Linked DNA regions of Sus scrofa: all the other regions are linked to region 3. A link is a contact called in public HiChIP or PLAC-seq data. All regions are on one chromosome and are shown on one strand. Each heading gives the region's core, a stretch centred on a gene start, on an enhancer-like site or on the middle of the called end of the contact. The rest is flanking DNA. Distances are from core to core; before and after follow the strand shown. Region 1 has its middle 21 kb from the start of ACTA2. Region 2 overlaps ANKRD22 (ankyrin repeat domain-containing protein 22). Region 3 overlaps LIPA (lipase A, lysosomal acid type).

Region 1 (2,916 bases), core at 112-2,611, 270 kb after region 3:
CTGAAAACAATACTACAAATACATTCACAACAGGAGGGACGGGAAAAATAACAATACTTCCCAAGGACCACTGGTGTCAATCATCATGTATTTACAGGTATCCTCACTCATTTGTTCATCAGAAATACATGTGGAAAATATTATCCTGTCCATTTTATAGATAAATGGGAGTTGTTCCCTTAATACCATCATACAGGAGAGCTGCCACCCTTTGTTTCTCTTTTACCCATGTGGCTTGTAGGAGATACAAATACATATAAAAACTCCTCTCTGTCCCTAAACAGAGACAGAGACTCCTGTCCTTAGTCTCAAGGCAGTGTTCTGTCCAGACTGTTGAGTGTCCTCAGCAGCTCCCAGGCTGGGTACCACTTGTTCTCCTGGGTACAAACATCTGGATGGGGTAATCAACCACCGATTGTCCTTGGGAGTGAGAGGATCTCCATTCACGTCGACATCTCACTGCAGAGACCTCAGGGCCCAAGATTTAATGGCTATTTGGTCCAGAAAACCCAAGCTCCCCTGGTCTTCTCTGCCCTGTAGCTTGAGGTAATTAGGATGATTATTGCAAATAATATGAGCTGTCATGTGCTGGGCACCTGTCATGACCAGATCCTGCCAAGCCCTTTCTATTAGGATCTCATTTCATCCCACAACAGCCCTATGGAGTGGATGTTCTCACTCTCTCTCTCTCTCTCTTTTTTTTTTCCTCACAGTTGGAGCAACTGAGGCTACCCAGGTTAAGGAATATACCCAATGTCATTCCACTGACAGAGGTGAGACTTGAGCTGCAAATCCATACTTTTAGCTTTTAAGCCAGCATTTCTCAAAGAATAGTCCACACAGATCAACCTCTTTGGGGGCTCACTTTAAATAGGCAGATTTCTGAAAAACCCAAGGGCTGCTGAGCTACAACATCTGTTGATGTGGCTGCAAACCTGAGCTTTAATCAGATTTCTCTGGTGATTTTTTTTTGGTCACTTCCATGGCATGCAGAAGTTCCTGGGTCAAGGACTGACCCCGCGCCACAGCTGTAATCAGAGCCACAGCCATGACAACACCAGAACCTTAAGCTGCTGAGTCAGGAGGGAATTCTGGTAATTGTCTGGCACATCAAAATTTAAGAATCTCTGTAACATGCTATGATTGAAATGCTCCAGTTGTGAATTTTTGCTTACCAGGCAAGGCACTCAATACCTCCTGGACTGAAATTTAAGGATTAGACACTTGGGAATGGATCACTTTGAAAATTTAGGCAAAACTCACCAAGCATTCCCAGAGTCATTGCAAGGTTTAGGACAAGTGAACCAAGTTGGCTGTACTTCATATTCACCACCAGAGGGCGCGAGCTCTCCGCTAAAGGAAAGGGCTTTTAGACCAGTTTCTCAATCTGGAAACTGGCAGGGCCAGAGGCAAAAATCAGGGAAACCAGAACCATCCACTGAACATGCATGATTGAAATGTTCTTTGTGAGCACTCAGCCACAGGGCCTAAGCACTTCCTCCAGCGTAGATCAGTAACTCCTGGCCTTGATCTCACAAGATTCGCATGACTTGAAGGGCTGGACTTGGTGGCAGAGTCCCATTATCCAGGCTCATATGAATCTCCCGAGGAGAAAAAACCCACAGCAGACAGGTTTGGCTGCTTCCTCAGTCCTCTTCTCGCCTTAACGATAGCAAACCAAACACTAAGAGCCTTCTTCTATGACAGCCAATTTTCCCACCACGGGCTTTTGCAGCCCCTGAGGATGACATGGGATTTTAATAACATTGATCCACATCATGCAGCCTTTGCACAGGAGGAAGCATGACTTTTTAAATAAATGAATAATTCTCTGTTGTCTTTCTGATCTCATTTGTGCATTCATGCTAAGCTTGGGTATTTTTAGCAGGATTTCAAAGAACAGCCTGGAGAAGAATTTGCATTTCCTGTGAGGGATGGGGGCGTTGTCTGGGCCAGCATACTCACAGAGTGACCACAAGCCACTGCAGCAACTAAGCTTATACAAAAAGCCAGGAGAGAGAGAGAGAGAGCGAGAAAAAGAGAGAGAGAGAGACGGAGGGAATGGGATTGCTAGGGATGTAGTTCTTCTGTATCAGAGTGTAAAAACCAGATGTTTAAGTAATATTTGTTCCTGGGTGAGCCAAGCCAATTTAGAAAACATTTGAAAGGCACTTTCCAGATTTACAAAGAACAAGGTTCTGGCTGGATCAAACTTACTGTCTATGAGGAAATGGACATTAAACAAATAGGTAGAGTACACTAAGAGGATTACGAAAGTGGAAATACATGGGTTATAAGCTCTTATGACCTTGGGGAGGCTTCCTTGAGAAGGTGGAGTTTAAGAAGAGCCTTAAAGGAGTTCCCATTGTGGCTCAGTGGTTAACGAATCCGAATAGGAACCATGAGGTTGCGGGTTTGATCCCTGGCCTTGCTCAGGATCCGGCGTTACTTTGGGCTGTGATGTAGGTTGCAGTCGAGGCTCGGATTCCGCATTGCTGTGGCTCTGGTGTAGGCTGGTGGCTATGGCTCCAATTTGACCCTTAGCCTGGGAACCTCCATATGCCGTGGGAGCGGCCCAAGAAACAGCAAAAAAAGACAAAAAAAAAAAAAAAAAAAGAGGCCTAAAGAGTCACAGTTAACTGGGAAAAAAATGGGGGGGGGGGTGAGGGTGTTGAGACTGGAGAAGAGGAAGTAGCATGAACAGGAATGTGCTCCAGGCAGAGGCCCAGAGATGGGAGAGGACGCATGTGTAGAAAAGAGAACCCCAAAGAACTGGGCCACACATAGACTTTAGAAGTATGACTCTAGTTGACTCAGTTTTCCAAAGCAGAGCTCATAGCGTTTTCTCTGTGAAATGTCTGCCTTGAAATCCGTCACCCATTACAAGCAATTAAGGCAACCCTGAATGAGAAGTTG
Region 2 (2,881 bases), core at 333-2,832, 380 kb after region 3:
TTCACTGGCTCCTTAAGTTTTTAAAAAATAATTATAAGAGTGCTTTACATTAATTAAGGGTTTATGATGCGTCAGACCTGAACTAAGAGCTTCATCTATACAGTCACGCTTAATCCTTTCTGGAACCTGATAAAGAAGACATGATAATTAGATGGAGAGAGAAACCAGGCACAAATTGTTTAAGTATGTTGTCCAAGTAACGTACCTATTACCTGGTGGAGTTGAGACTGGAACCCAGAAAGTTTGCTTCCAGTGTCTGTATTTGTAACCACTCCCCCCCCCCACTCCGCCCCACGTTTATGTCCATTGAAGTCACCTCATTTATTTGTTTTAAGAGTTAGATGCCATGGGACTCCCAATTCTAGTGTCTCCCAACTTTTGGACATCTGTGCCCCTTGCTTACCCAGAAGAGAAGTGTAGGAACTGTCTAGACCTACGGACACCCAGTGGCAGCTATCGCTGCCCCTCTTGGGGCTTCTTCTGGCTGTGTCCTTTCTTGCACCTGTTCTTCTGTTCCTGACATTTCAGCTCTTCTTCTAAATGCTGCCACTTTGCCTACCAATGTGCAGAGATTTGGCTGGACCTTGCTACATCCCTCTGGGCACTCACTAGCCCCCTCTTAGCTTTCATTAACAAACATATCACAGATTCCTCTCCAATCACACTGAGTCTTCACAGACCACATTCTCAGGCCCCTGCATTCAGCCTTCTGCCCAACACTGTATAAAAATTGATCTCTGAATGGTTGTTAGTGATCAAATCCATTTCTTACACTTCATTCTCTTAACTCTATCTTCCTTCCTGAAACTTTAAAACCTTTTTTTTTTCTTTTTTAGCAGATATTGCTAAACACAGAAGCCGTCTACGAAAGATTGGAAGATAAGATCAGATAAATACTCTAAGTGAAATTGCTCAAATGGGATTGAGAAAGCACTCAAAGGGGACTGGGCAACTCCTGCAGGAAGACTGTCCACTTTTCTTTTCCTCTTTATAGTTAACTCTCAGTAAAGATTTTGAGGAGCCAAACAGTGGGAGATTTCTGTGGTGTTCTGAGTAACTGTGAGCTCAATGTTGTCAAATTTTTCAATTTTTTAAGAGACGCTGGAAAGCCAGATAACTACATGAAAACTCCAGTTTTTTAATATTGTAATTTAAAATTTTAGGAAAAGAAAAATGAGTAATTTATAGGTGGGGAGTTCCCACTGTGGCATAGTGGATTAAAGGATCCAGCATTGCTGCAGCTGCAGGATGGGTTGCAGCTATGGCTCAGATTGAGTCCCCGGCCTGGGAATATCCATATGCTACAGATGTGGCCATTTAAAAAGATTTCACATGTGATGTCTGAGCCCAGGAGATATTTTACTTTTCACCAGAAAAATGAACTCTATAGCCGCCCATTTTAAAGTTCTGCGCAGTAGACCATCACTTCCCAAGTGCGAGTCTGTGAATAGCAGTGATCACTGGCAAATTATCACTGGTGTACGGCAAATTAAAAAAAGTGAAATAGGTTTTTCTCTGCAGCTACATCTATGTAACAGTTTTTTCCCTGATGATAGACTTGTCAGTACTTTTATGACCCTGCCCCCTAGTGGTGACTGAGAGATTATAACAGCATAGACTCCAGCTGCCTGTGTAGTTCATGCAACAAATTACATGTATGTGATATCTAGTTAAAAATTAGACATCACGATTAACTTAATTTTCTAATTTTTTTAAAAAAGCTTTTCCTTCTTTGTATTTGGGCCGTATCTTTTTCGAGTTTCTCCTGCCATCTCTGACTACTACTATTTCTTTACCTCATGGAAGATACTGCTAATTAATGCAATTAATCTTAATAAGCAATGATAATAACTTGCATAAATTGAGAATCATTCATGTGCCAAGTACTTTAAGTGCTTTTTTCGCACTATCTAATTAAAATCAACCTGAAAATATTTAAGATTTGCCTACCAGGTGCCCCATGCTGCGTTCAATGCTGGGGCTATGGTGGTGAACGGAACGATGTAGCTTCTAGCCACGTAGAATTTATAACCTGAACTTCAGAGCCTTCTTTCATTCACTGTGGCCTCAACCCCTCCTGATCACACTACCTTAAAATTAACAATTACAAATAATTATGAAAAGAGCTATGCCAGTTGCTTTGAATGAACATTGGAGTCAGAAAAGACTTAGATAAAAGGACATTTTTTTTTTTTGTCTTTTTAGGGCTGCACCTGTGGCATATGTTGGTTCCTGGGCCATGTCTGTGACCTACACTGCAATGCTGAACGAGGCCAGGGATTGAACCCACGTCCTCATGATGCTAGTGGGGTTCATTAACCACTGAACCATGATGGGAACTCCATAAAATGAAAGTTAAATGATATGAAGGATTGAGTTAAAAGTTAGCCAGGTGAAGAGAGAGGCTGAAAAGTGTTTTGTTTTGTAGAGGGAGCAGTAAGGGAGGGCCCAGATGGGAGATACTAAACATGAAGTATTGAAAAAAGGAGAGAGTTCAGAGGGAGAGCAGAGGGGGGAAAAGTAATTACCCATTAAAAAATAAAACAGAGGGAATTCTTGTCATGGCTCAGTGATTAAGAACCTGACATAGTGTCCATGAGGATGTGGGTTTGATCCCTGGCCTCACTCAGTGGGTTAAGCATCCAGAGTTGCCACAAGCTGTGGCATTTGACCCCTAGCCTGGGAGCTTGCATATGCCATGGGTGCAGGTGGAAAGAAAGAAAGAAAGAAAGAAAGAAAGAAAGAAAGAAAGAAAGAAAGAAAGAAAGAAAGAAAGAAAGAAAGAAGGAAGGAAGGAAGGAAGGAAGGAAGGAAGGAAGGAAGGAAGGAAAGAAAGAAAGAGGGAGGGAGAGAGAAAGAAAGAAAAAGTAAGAAAGAAAGA
Region 3 (2,700 bases), core at 6-2,505:
CTGTTTCCTGGCACTATAGGTCATTTTGCACTTTCCAGAGTTTTAAGTATAATCATTCAGTATACATGCGTTTTTGCCTGACTTCTCTTACTCAGCGTAATAATTTTGAGATTCACCCAGGTTGTCCATGCATCAGTAAGTAGTTCATTTCTTTTTGGTACTGAGTGAGGAGAATTGGTATTTTTATTATTTTTATTTATTTAATTTTTGTCTTTTTGCCATTTCTTGAGCCACTCCCGCGACATATGGAGGTTCCCAGGTTAGGGGTCTAATCGGAGTTGTAGACACCGGCCTATGCCAGAGCCACGCAACTCGGGATCTGAGCCGCGTCTGTAACCTACACCACAGCTCACAGCAGCGCTGGATCCTTAACCCACTGAGCAAGGCCGGGGATTGAACCCACAACCTCATGGTTCCTAGTCAGATTTGTTAACCACTGAGCCATAACGGGAACTCCAGAGAATTGGTATTTTTAAAAGCTTCTGCCCAATAGATTCTTCTGCCCAAACAGATTTGGGAATCACTGATCCAGAACATCGCTGGAGCTTTAGTATCCTCCTCAGTTGTCCCAGGAACCTGCCGGTTGGCAGTGCCCTCATTCTCCTCTCCTTGGCTCATCCCTAGGGAACCAGGCAGGACTGTGCCTGAGGCTTTTAGCCCCATAGTGGCTGTAAAGCCCAGTGTTAACTGTCAGGGGGCTCAGTGCCAGAGTTCTGCCTAGAAGAGGAGCATCTGAAAGGCAGGTAGCTCATGACATGCTGGAGAACACACACTTGGCCCTGAGGCCACTGTCCTGAAACCTTCAAAGGCCCTCAAATGTGCATTCACAAGTGTCCATTCAGGCCCCTGCTTTGCTCCTCGGCCACATGTCTGTTAACAGTCGCTTGTTTTCTCTCTATACCCTGCCATCAAAATACCCTATCTTTTTGAGCAATGTTACCCTCTTACCTTATGGACATCTTTCAGAAGGACCTAGTTTCTGTCTCAAGCAGTCAGTGCTCCCCTGTGTGGAAGATGACTGAGCCAAACTGAGGGCAGACACTGGCTGCCTACATGTGGCACCCCACACCCCAGCACAGTACAGGTGACCACTAGCCCTGACCTTTCACAGGCCCTTGGGAATGTGATGGCCAAGGCTGTCACAGCATGCATGGCATTCCCTCAGCCTTTCCTGCAGTGGGCCTCCACTGGGTGCTGGTTTGTCCTGGAGCTCTTGGGCTGGCCGCAGTCCAGGCTTCTGCTCTTGTGCCAGCCCTTTACTCAAGCAGCTAGCTGGGATCAAAGCCTGCTGGCTGCAGTTCAGACCGCTGCTCTCAGGCCCTGGGGTGACCTTTGTGGTTTTAAGTCCTAAGACATTGGAATGTGCCTCACAAATGCTTCTGAACCCAGATACACTGCAGAAGGCAGCCGTGCCCTTTGCTCTTCTGCTCCCTAGGTCATCCCTTTGTAAAAAAAAAAAAAAAAGTTGCTTTGTGCAACTGTGTCATAGGATCTTCCTGGCCTGTGCCCTCTGGGCTGTTGGCCAAGGACTGCCTCTCTTTGTCTACCCAGGACAGGCTGGTGAGCAGCCGGCTACCTGTTGGGAGAAGTTTCTGCTGAAGGCCTGTGGGGCCTGGGTGCTGGCAGGCTTGAGCACTATAACTAACTCAGTTTGAAGTTGGGAAGGGGTAGAGTTTGGGGGTGCCTTTAAAGGCCATTTTACTTATAGTATATTATAGTATACTTTGAAGTGGATATTTTGCTTAAGTAAATAGCATTCAGTTCTCAACAGTTCTAATACCTAGTTCTTCACTGGGTTTTTTTTAATTTAGTTTACAAATCTTCTTATTCTCTTTATAAACCTCACACATTTCAGAGACCCTGAAGAATCTCTAGCCCTCTTGCCAGCTGTGCCCCAAAGCCCAGGTACTTGGTCCTATTTGAAGAAGGCTGGTCCTTATCTTTACAGTGATGCTCAGAATTACTGAAGGTGCTATAAAAAATGTAGATTCTTGGGTCTACCCAAGACTTGTTGAGAATCAGAATTCCCAGGGGTATGTCCCTGGGATCTGCTTTTATTTTATTTTAATTTATTTTATTTTAGGGCCACACCTGTGGCATATGGAGGTTCCCAGGCTAGGGGTCTAATTGGAGCTGTAGCTGCCAGTCTACACCACAACCACAGCAATGCCAGATCTGAGCTACATCAGCTACCTACACCACCAGCAACACTGGATCCTTAACCCACTGAGCAAGGCCAGGGATTGAACTCCTCATGGATGCTAGTCAGATTCATGTTTGCTGAGCCACAACAGGAGCTCCTGCCTTTTTTTTTTTTTTTTTTGGCTACACTTGCAGCGTACAGAAGTTTCTATGCTAGGGATCAAACCCAGGCCACAGCAGTGACAACTCTGGATATTAGACCCACTGTGCCAGCAGGGAATCCTTGGGATCTGCATTTTTAATAAGTACCTCATATGGTCTGATGTTCGTTCTCTATTGTTCAAAACCTACAAAATCCAAAATATACTTTAGGTAGGCTCTTTAAAACACTGTAGAAGTTCCCGCTGTTGCACATCAGGTTATGGATCCAGTGTTGTCTCTGTGGCAGCTCAGGTTCAATACCTGGTCTGGTTCAGTGGGTTAAGAATCCAGGGTTGCTGTTGCTATGGTGTAGGTCACAGCCATGGCTCGGATTCGGTTCCTGGCCCAGGAACTTCC

Evidence for each region. HiChIP or PLAC-seq counts read pairs in DNA pulled down with a chosen protein or histone mark.
Region 1: a contact with region 3 is called in an H3K27ac HiChIP or PLAC-seq map of alveolar macrophages. The contact joins two enhancer-like sites. A contact is called at or near these places in 9 of 47 Hi-C or Micro-C datasets (embryonic fibroblasts, fetal heart ventricle, fetal skeletal muscle and 6 more) and 1 of 2 datasets of contacts at active chromatin or transcription factors (alveolar macrophages).
Region 2: an H3K27ac HiChIP or PLAC-seq map of alveolar macrophages shows a contact between it and region 3. The contact joins two enhancer-like sites. A contact is called at or near these places in 2 of 47 Hi-C or Micro-C datasets (embryonic fibroblasts and mesenteric adipose tissue) and 1 of 2 datasets of contacts at active chromatin or transcription factors (alveolar macrophages).

Annotation. Positions count from the first base shown.
Region 1 is chr14:100,864,711-100,867,626 of Sscrofa11.1, reverse strand. No RefSeq gene overlaps it. Among named protein-coding and RNA genes, the nearest start is that of ACTA2, 21 kb to the left of the region's middle. Within about 2 kb of position 1,361, at least 16 of the 83 cell types and tissues checked have an H3K27ac peak or open chromatin away from gene starts, as enhancers often do. A contact at or near this core is called in alveolar macrophages, where this site is marked.
Region 2 is chr14:100,760,207-100,763,087 of Sscrofa11.1, reverse strand. The region is part of intron 1 of ANKRD22 (ankyrin repeat domain-containing protein 22); the gene reads left to right. Among named protein-coding and RNA genes, the nearest start is that of ANKRD22, 11 kb to the left of the region's middle. Within about 2 kb of position 1,582, at least 1 of the 83 cell types and tissues checked has an H3K27ac peak or open chromatin away from gene starts, as enhancers often do. A contact at or near this core is called in alveolar macrophages, where this site is marked.
Region 3 is chr14:101,137,851-101,140,550 of Sscrofa11.1, reverse strand. The region is part of intron 7 of LIPA (lipase A, lysosomal acid type); the gene reads left to right. Among named protein-coding and RNA genes, the nearest start is that of CH25H, 11 kb to the right of the region's middle. Within about 2 kb of position 1,255, at least 31 of the 83 cell types and tissues checked have an H3K27ac peak or open chromatin away from gene starts, as enhancers often do. A contact at or near this core is called in alveolar macrophages, where this site is marked.